Regions from separate parts of the Sus scrofa genome. Here all the other regions are linked to region 3. A link is a contact called in public HiChIP or PLAC-seq data. All regions are on one chromosome and are shown on one strand. The core of a region is the stretch at or near the end of the contact, and the rest is flanking DNA. Distances in the headings are between cores, read along the strand shown.

Evidence for each region. HiChIP or PLAC-seq counts read pairs in DNA pulled down with a chosen protein or histone mark.
Region 1: a contact with region 3 is called in an H3K27ac HiChIP or PLAC-seq map of alveolar macrophages. The contact joins the promoter of RPSA here to the promoter of SLC25A38 in region 3. A contact is called at or near these places in 1 of 5 promoter capture datasets (liver), 7 of 47 Hi-C or Micro-C datasets (adipocytes, alveolar macrophages, embryonic fibroblasts and 3 more) and 2 of 2 datasets of contacts at active chromatin or transcription factors (alveolar macrophages and skeletal muscle).
Region 2: a contact with region 3 is called in an H3K27ac HiChIP or PLAC-seq map of alveolar macrophages. The contact joins the enhancer-like site here to the promoter of SLC25A38 in region 3. A contact is called at or near these places in 1 of 5 promoter capture datasets (liver), 6 of 47 Hi-C or Micro-C datasets (alveolar macrophages, blood, embryonic fibroblasts and 1 more) and 1 of 2 datasets of contacts at active chromatin or transcription factors (alveolar macrophages).

The regions. Positions count from the first base shown.
Region 1 is chr13:24,071,284-24,073,983 of Sscrofa11.1, reverse strand. RPSA (ribosomal protein SA) reads right to left here and starts at 1,433. Exons shown (of 7, transcript NM_001037146.2): 1 at 1,409-1,433.
Region 2 is chr13:23,972,985-23,975,684 of Sscrofa11.1, reverse strand. The region is part of intron 2 of LOC110256577 (a long non-coding RNA gene); the gene reads right to left. Among named protein-coding and RNA genes, the nearest start is that of CX3CR1, 17 kb to the right of the region's middle. Within about 2 kb of position 1,409, at least 14 of the 83 cell types and tissues checked have an H3K27ac peak or open chromatin away from gene starts, as enhancers often do. A contact at or near this core is called in alveolar macrophages and embryonic fibroblasts, where this site is marked.
Region 3 is chr13:24,029,220-24,031,919 of Sscrofa11.1, reverse strand. It overlaps SLC25A38 (solute carrier family 25 member 38), which reads right to left and starts at 1,349. Exons shown (of 7, transcript XM_003358375.2): 1 at 872-1,349. The coding sequence starts at 940.

The sequences.
Region 1 (2,700 bases), core at 184-2,683, 42 kb before region 3:
CTGCATTGCTGTGGCTCTGGCCTAGGCTGGCAGATACAGCTGATTCGACCCCTAGCCTGGGAACCTCCATATGCCGCGGGAGCGGCCCAAGAAATGGCAAAAAGACAAAAAACAAACAAACAAAAAATTGCAACAAATCCTGTGATCTTTCTTTAGAAAGAGTGGTCTAGGTGTGAGTAGAGAAAGGGGAGCCAAGGGCCAAATGGCAGGAAACCATCCATCACGTAAACAACAGGATTCCCTTAGAAGACAAAGAAAAGCAGCAATCTCCAGAATGACAGGAAACCACACATCTTGGAGACATAAGTGCCCTGGAGGAAAACTAAGAAAGGTGGGAAAAGACAGTAATTTCAAGGGTCTGAATGTAACCAGTTTGCACATTATACCTTCATTACAATGAAATTAGCCTTGCCGGTAAAGTTTCCATTATGCACAACTTCATGACATTTCAGGTAAAAACTAAATAAGGACAAAAATCCCTTTCTTTGGGAAGGTGCAGCTGGAATGAAAATAAGAGAACATGACCCCTCACACACACCCCCCACCAATGACTGTAACACCCACTCATTTGTATAAGCGCTCACAAATGGTATGCCAAATGCAGGGCATAAAGAAAGAAAACCATAAAACTCAGAGCTTGGCCGAGCTTGCGCAGTACTTATACTCAGGCTGTAGGTGATCGCCGTTACTATTTTCCACATTTTGCGCTTTAATAGTAAGGTGAAATGGCTTTTAAAGCGCATGCAGCGGCTCCAGGAGACACGCAGCAACAGAACAGAACATGATGTAGCCAGGTGCAATCAAGAACCCACCACAAAGCTCCCAGCAATGCATCTTCCGCCCCTAATCAGAAAAAGCGTTCCGTGCGCTTCTCACCCAGGAAGCCGCCTACATTCTTTGGGAGTACTTTCGCCTCCGCCCCTTAATAAACTGCTTCATTTCTGTCTACCCCACAATTTCTGTGACTTCTAATTTGCATTCCTTGTCCAAATTCTTTTGGACAGAACCTGGACCTTTTATTTAGCCTGTCCAGCATCAGAAATTCTAACTCCTGAACGGGGAACAGGGAAAACCGACAAGCCCAAGAAACTGGAGAATATCGGCGGCTAAATCTCTGGGTTTACCGCCGAATGTTGAAGCGACAACAATGCTTTGCGTAGGCCTAACTCTAGGCATCCTGCCCACCGGCACCCGGGGTCGAGGCCCCAGTCTGCTTCCGAGGCCTTGTGGGAACACACGGGCCCGAGTCCCGCCACGTGCAGGCCGCCCGACCTGAAGGGGAGCGCGCCGGCCCGAGACAGACGCGCTCCGTCTGAAAACTTCCCCCCAGGTCCCCGCACTGCTCCTCTGAACGAGAAGCTCGCTCTGGTGGCCTTGGGGGACGCCCGGACACCCACAAACAACTCACCAAGAACAACGCCGTGTGGACCCCGGTCTGGGCAGCGCGGAAAGGAAGGGTAAGCGGAAATGACGTCCTTATATAGTCTGCTGCCAGCCAATGACAACGAAGAGCCGAGCGGAAGGGCGAACTAAGCAGGCAGTCATGGGGGCGGGCCTTCCTCCGGAAGACCGGCTGCGGCGTTGCGGTGGACGTCAGCGAAGTCCCTCGCGGGCTGGGTCCTGGGAGCGCACGGTTTGTGTGCAGGGACGCGTCCGGGAAACCAGCCAACCAGCCAGTCGGGCATCCGAGTTCCTTCGCAGCTTTTCGTACCTATCAACTTGAGTGGTCTCTCTTGTAAGCTGCAGTTTCCTTACGTGCAAAGGGGTGTTGAACACAAGCTTGTTTTGGGTAAACAAAAGCTGGAAAACTCATTTTGATTTTTTTGGAGGACAAGTTACTGTGTAATTCAGATTTTTAAAAAGTTATCTTCACAGCATTGTAAACCAAGTATACTCCAATATAAAATAAAAAATTAACAAGTCTCCTAGGAAAAAATTATTTTACAGGAAGTTTGGGGGGGGCAGAACAAGACTGCAGGAATAGTTTGCATACTTTTTTTCTTGTGGAGTGAAAATTATAATATCCATTAATAGATTAGTTAGTATTTATTCCACCCAATACCATAAAGTCCTTAAAAAAATAAAATACTTTAGTCCCCGCTTTGGTGCAGTGCGGTCCGTGGGCATCTTGGGAGCGCTGGGACAAAGATTTGATTCCCGGTCCTGGACGATGGGTTAAGGACCCCGCGTTGCTGCACCCAGGTAGCCACTGGATGTCTGATCCGATACCTGGCTAGAGAACTCCATATACCACCTGGTGGCCAAAAAAGGAAAAAAATAATAAAGTGGTTTAAAAATAAAATGAGTTCCTATTGTGGTTCAGTGGTTACCAACCCAACTAGTATGCATGAGGTTGCAGGTTTGATTCCAGGCCTTGCTCACTGGGTTAAGCCCAGCTTTGCAGAGGCTGTGATGTAGGCCGGCAGCTCCTGCTGCAATTCAACCTCTAGCCCAGGAACTTCCATATGCCACAGGTGTGGCCCTAAAAAGCAAAAAAGTTTAAAAATTAAAAAGAAATACATTCTATGGTACAAAAGGGAGTTGCCGGATGAGGGCGATTATTTTGAGAAATTGAAACCCTAGGCATTAAATTATTGTAAAGAAAACTGGAGTTCCCTCCTGGTGCAGCAGGTTTAGGTTTCCACGCTGTCACTGCTATGACTCCTTTCGCTGCTGTGGTGCAGATTCTCTGTATGCCCT
Region 2 (2,700 bases), core at 160-2,659, 56 kb after region 3:
ATCTACGTGCCCATACCTTTGTAAATAGCAATTTATTAATCAACCATCTGTCTCTATAGATTTTAACCTGGACCCAGCTCAGGTGCCTCCCCAGGACTGCTCAGCCTCGCTGGCCTTCTGAACACTGGCTGCCTCCCAGCCAGAGCACCCCAGTGGGGGCCCATACGGTCCCCAGCATTCTAAGTGTAGGTCTCCACCTCCTGAGCCTCAATTCCTGGTACTGCCAGCATCTCAGTTTCCCCGGGGATGAGGTGAAGGCTGTTGGGCAGCCCCAGTCATGCCCACAGCACCAGGGACATGACAGCTCTGCTTCTAGGTCTGACCTGCCTACACCCATGGAGCCTCTGGCTTTCCCATCAGCTGCGCAGAGAGCTCAGGTTACACAACCCACAGATGCAGGGATGTGAATGCCAGGGGAATGTGGACCAAAGAGACAGAAAAACTGATGATTAAACTGCTTGTCTTTTGTCCTTGCAGGCAATGCTCTAGGAGGCAGCAGTTCCCTGGGGCCCTAGCAAAAGTCCCACATGACCAGGGGACCAGCCTTACTTTCTCATGAGGCTGTAGCCAGCTCAGGAATAAACCACTTTGTATTGCTTTTTCTCTCCTAACATCACTTCCCTTGAATCACACGCCCCAATATGGCATTTCTACACAGGCTTTGCCTAGGCCTTTGTTTTCTAGGGAAGGAGTTAAAACAGGCATTGAAAGGGCTGTGCTTTGGGGAATCAGGCTCAGTGTGGGCCTCAGACAGAGGTCATATCCTTCCCAGCCCAGACCTAGTCTCCATCCTCCTTGGGCAGGGGTTAAGCCATAAAGACCAGGCTCCAGACCTGAGGGACCACAGGGTGCCCCAGGCCATTCAGGTGCCACCTCCCCTCACCTCTCTGGATCGGCATCCTAGGCTCTGGGGACTCCCCTTACCTTTCTGCCACATTGGTCATTGATTTTAAAAGGTGTTTTAAAATAATTATCCAGTGTCTTAGGTGTTCTGTACCAGGAGGGCGCTTCTAGACCTTCTCATTGCCTAAATTACCTGGAAATTCTCCTTCTTTCTCTATTTATTTCTCTCCCTCTGTCTTTTCCTTTCATCCCTCCCAGGGTTTGGCATAGGTGTGTCTCTGGGAAGCCTCCAGTGGAATTCAAAGTTCTGCATGCCTTGTCCCCAGTCCCAGCTCAGGGCTCTGTGGAGTATATCTACAAGAGAATGTCATAAATCTGCTAGAACTGGGTAGTCAGTCAGAGAGCAGGCGCACTAGGTGTGCAGCCTGGAGAGGTCCTAGAGAGGACCTGGTCCCTCCTTCAAGTCATGCAGAGCAGGAAATGGGCAGGCACGCACGCGTGGGCTCAGCCTCCAGCCAGCCAGCTCTGCTACTCACACAGTTAGAGGGAGGGTAGAAAGAATGACTCAAAAGCGGTTTTGAAAATATCTGCCCACAACTACGGTTGGTCAACTGTTGCATGGCTCTGACTCACTGTACAAGGAAGCGTGTGCCCTTCCATCACAGTGAGGTTCCAAATGACATCATCTGTGAGATGTGGCATCAGCCTATGTGCCTCGAACATACTGTTCAGAATCAATTATCTGGCACATAGAGGGTCAGGAAAAAAGCAGCTGCCAATAAAGACAGAGAAGAATGAGCAGTTTTCAGGAATCCTCTGTGTGCCAGCTGCCTGCCTTTCTGCAGGTCCTCCCGACTGTTCTTCCAGCCCAGGTTGTAGTCAAAACCCAGCCTCCTGTACACCAGTACCAATTGAGTCTCAGAGACAGAATTTTGGGTAAAGCAGAAACAACAGCAGGCTTACACCTTCAAAACTGTGTCCTCCCTTTAGCAAGGGGTTTTATAGGTTTAGCTAAAAAAAAACCCAAGAAAACAGAAAACAAAAAACAAAAACAAAACAGGGCTGGTGAAAAGGATTAGGGTGCTTGCTTTCTTCTCCCTCCATAGATTATTTCAAAGTCATCAAGGCTGGAGTCTGGTGGTCTAGTGACTGTTTCTGGTGGTTCTTAGGGTTATCACACCTTGACTTTCTCCCTGCAGTGAAATTTGCTCACAAAAGGAAGGGGACTTTAGGGGGTGTTTCAAAGGAAAACACTAGGCCCACAATAAAACTCCAACTAGAAAGTAATCATTAGTAAAAGAAAGTATTTAAGCAAGGAAGAAATCATTTGTAAAAAGCCAGTTAGAGGAAGTTAGTGGGCCAAGGCAGGGCATAACATAACACAGACTGTTTTAACTAGTTTTTAGCTGTTACAGTATTTCGTAGTCATCAACTTTTTTTTTTTTTTGCACCCACAGCATATGGAAGTTCCCAGGCTAGGGGTCAAATCTGAGCTGTAGCTGCCGGCCACAGCCACAGCCACAGCCACATGGGATCCAAGCCGTGTCTGCGACCTACACCACAGCTCACAGCAACGCCAGATCCTCGACCCCACTGAGCGAGGCCAGGGACTGAACCCACATCCTCATGGATACTAGTCAGATTTGTTTCTGCTGTGCCACAGCAGGAACTCCCTTAATCATTAACTCTTGAGTCAGCCTTTTAAGACTGAGGGAAGGCCTGGGAGACTAAAGGAAAAGCCTTTTGCTTCACAACACGAGGACTCAGGGGCTTGTACACAGTCACTTAAGTGGGTATCCTGGGACCAGGTGCAGGGTCTCCAAAGATCACCCTTGGGATGGGAGCACAACTGCATTC
Region 3 (2,700 bases), core at 100-2,599:
AGAGAAGACACCACAGCCTTGGCTTAAAACAAAACAAAACAAAACAAAAAACCACACTCCAGCCCTGCCCTGAGCGCAGGTGGACCATAACCTTGACCTCAGAGAGGAAAGCTTCCGCCGCCGCTGCAGACCAGCGCTCCCAGCCTAAGGCCAAGCGGCAACTAAGCCTCGTTTCACCACGAGTAGTAACTCAGCGGGACCTTCCTCCTAGCCCCGCCTGCCCAGCCCCGCCTCCGCCCCCACCAATAGCAGCCCCGCGACACGACCATGGCAGCCAATCCAGACATGGGAGGGGCGTGGCTTGGAGGCTCAAGCAAACAGCAACTGCTCCAGGCAAGCCGCGAAGTGGGGGATACCCAGAGGGTCCTCTCGTCCAGCTTGTGGGAGCGGTACAGTCCGAACCCACCTCCCTCGAGGACCGACCGCTTCCTAGGCTTAGCGCTACTACCAGGCCTTGCAATGGTCCAAATATCTACCCAGGTGTCCTCCCATCTGTCACTTTAGACTTCCAAATCAAAGCAACTTCCTGTAGCACTCGCACCTCATTCCGGGCCACACGGGCACATTCCCCTCATACCTCCCAAGGCCCCAGCAATTCCGCCTATCTCTACCCAATGTAGTATCGAGACCTCTGCTTGCCTGTCCCAAGGGTTGGACTGCAACTTCTTTCCTTCTCCCTCCCTCTTTTAATCTTAGTCAAACTCCATTTCTGCTGCCAGGTCCCCAACCTGTTATGCGTGTATCTGGGGCGCAAAAAAAAAAAAAAAAAAAAAAAGGTTCACCGTGGGCTGCTGAGCCTCGGCAACCTTCCACATTTCCCTCCCCAAGCCGACGATGCAGGAACCCCTGCCTTCCCTTCCTCGCACTTTACCATAAGAGTTTCCACTCTGTCTCCAACATCCTGAGGCTGCAGCAGCGCCGGGCGTGACTTCTGGATCATTGGAGGGGAGGCCTGCGAGTGTACTGGGCCCGGGTTGCCGACCGTGGGAACTCAGGTCCGACCCTGGAGGTCCTGGAGAAGACAACTCGATGGCGGTAGCCAGGCGACGCGTTCTACTGCGGGGGCCTCTTTGTAGTCTGCGCCAGTCAGGGGTCCCGGCCTGCGAGCCCACTGCCCTTGTGTGCTCCAGGCGCCTCTCTTCACTCGCTTCGCAGACTCTGCGGCCCTGCTGTCCTGCCCATCATGCCCTGCTGCCGACTTGATGACTTGAGAATATTAGCCTGGGTGCGACCGGGAGGTGGAGAAAGCGGGAGGAACTGGATAGAACAGCTGGATTTAGCTTCCGGGGTTGGAAACGCGTCACGCGCTGGCGAGGGTGTGCTCTTTAGTGCCACCTGGTGGAGAGATCTGAAACTGCAGGATTTGTGGCTTTCTTGTGCCCAGAGCTTACTAGGTCGGTCATCTGCGCCGACGTATGCTTTTGAGGGCCCGGTTGGAGAACAGCTACGGTCGAGACCTGCTGTGACCTATAGGGTTGCCAGTAGCCATCTATGGCTGTATAACACTTGAAATATGGCTAGTGTGACTGAAGACCAGAATTTTACATTTCATTTAATTTTAATTAACTTTTTTAAAAAACCGAAGCAATGTGGAATATTTTCCGGTTAAACAGGAGTTTTTTGTTTTGGCACATCCACATTTCCCTTTAAACGCTGAAAACTTCACCTCAGAAATGTGCTGAAGAGATTTTTTAAAACATGGCGAGGAGTTCCCATTGTGGTGCAGTGGTTAACGAATCCGACTAAGAACCACGAGATTGTGGGTTCGATCCCTGGCCTTGCTCAGTGGGTTAAGGATCTGGCGTTGCATGAGCTGTGGTGTAGGTCACAGACGAGGCTCGGATCCCCCTTTGCTGTGGCTCTGGCGAAGGTGTCTACAGCTCCAATTCGACCCCTAGCCTGGGAACCTCCATATGCCGTGGGAGCGGCCCAAGAAATGGCAAAAAGACAAAAATAAGTAAATAAATAAAACATGGCAATAAGATAAAATAATCTCCTGAGTAATCTTTACATTATTACATAATGAAACTGATACTGGAAAGATGTTACCTGAATCCAGGTTCTTATTCAAGGGAGGGGAAGAATGAACCTCACTAACACACAGGTAGCAAGCCAGCCAAGTCTTTATTACAGGAAAGCAAACAACTCCCAGGACAGCTGGGAGGGAGAAGGAGTCCCCCCTTCCTATTGTCCTATAGGGTTTTTTATCCCTTAAAGATAGGGGTTACCAACATGGGTTCCAGAAAGATGCAGTTTTCTCTCATTGGCCTTGCCCAATTACTTATATCAGTCCTTGTCCAATAGGGGTTTTAGGGGTGGAAATGTCCCATAACGCTCAAGGTTTCTTTGCCCTTCTCTTCCCATAGACTGAGTCACTTGGGGTTAGAGATTAATGTCCATCTGGGCATAGGTACACTCCCTGTAGTAAACAAGGTCTGTGGGGATGTTACTCCCTGGAGCCCTTAAACCGTAAATGTTAATCGATAGCCATATCAAAGAATGCATCGAAGCCCATACTCCTATACTGACTACCTGAGTTATTATTCCACCTCAAAACGACATTTTGGGTGTATTGAATGAGGTGAAATAATTTTCAAAATTAGTTTTACCTCTTGCTTTTTTAGTGTGGCTACTAGAACACTTAGGATTATACTAGTGGCAGAGTTCCCGTCAGTGGTTAATAAACCCGACTAGTGACCA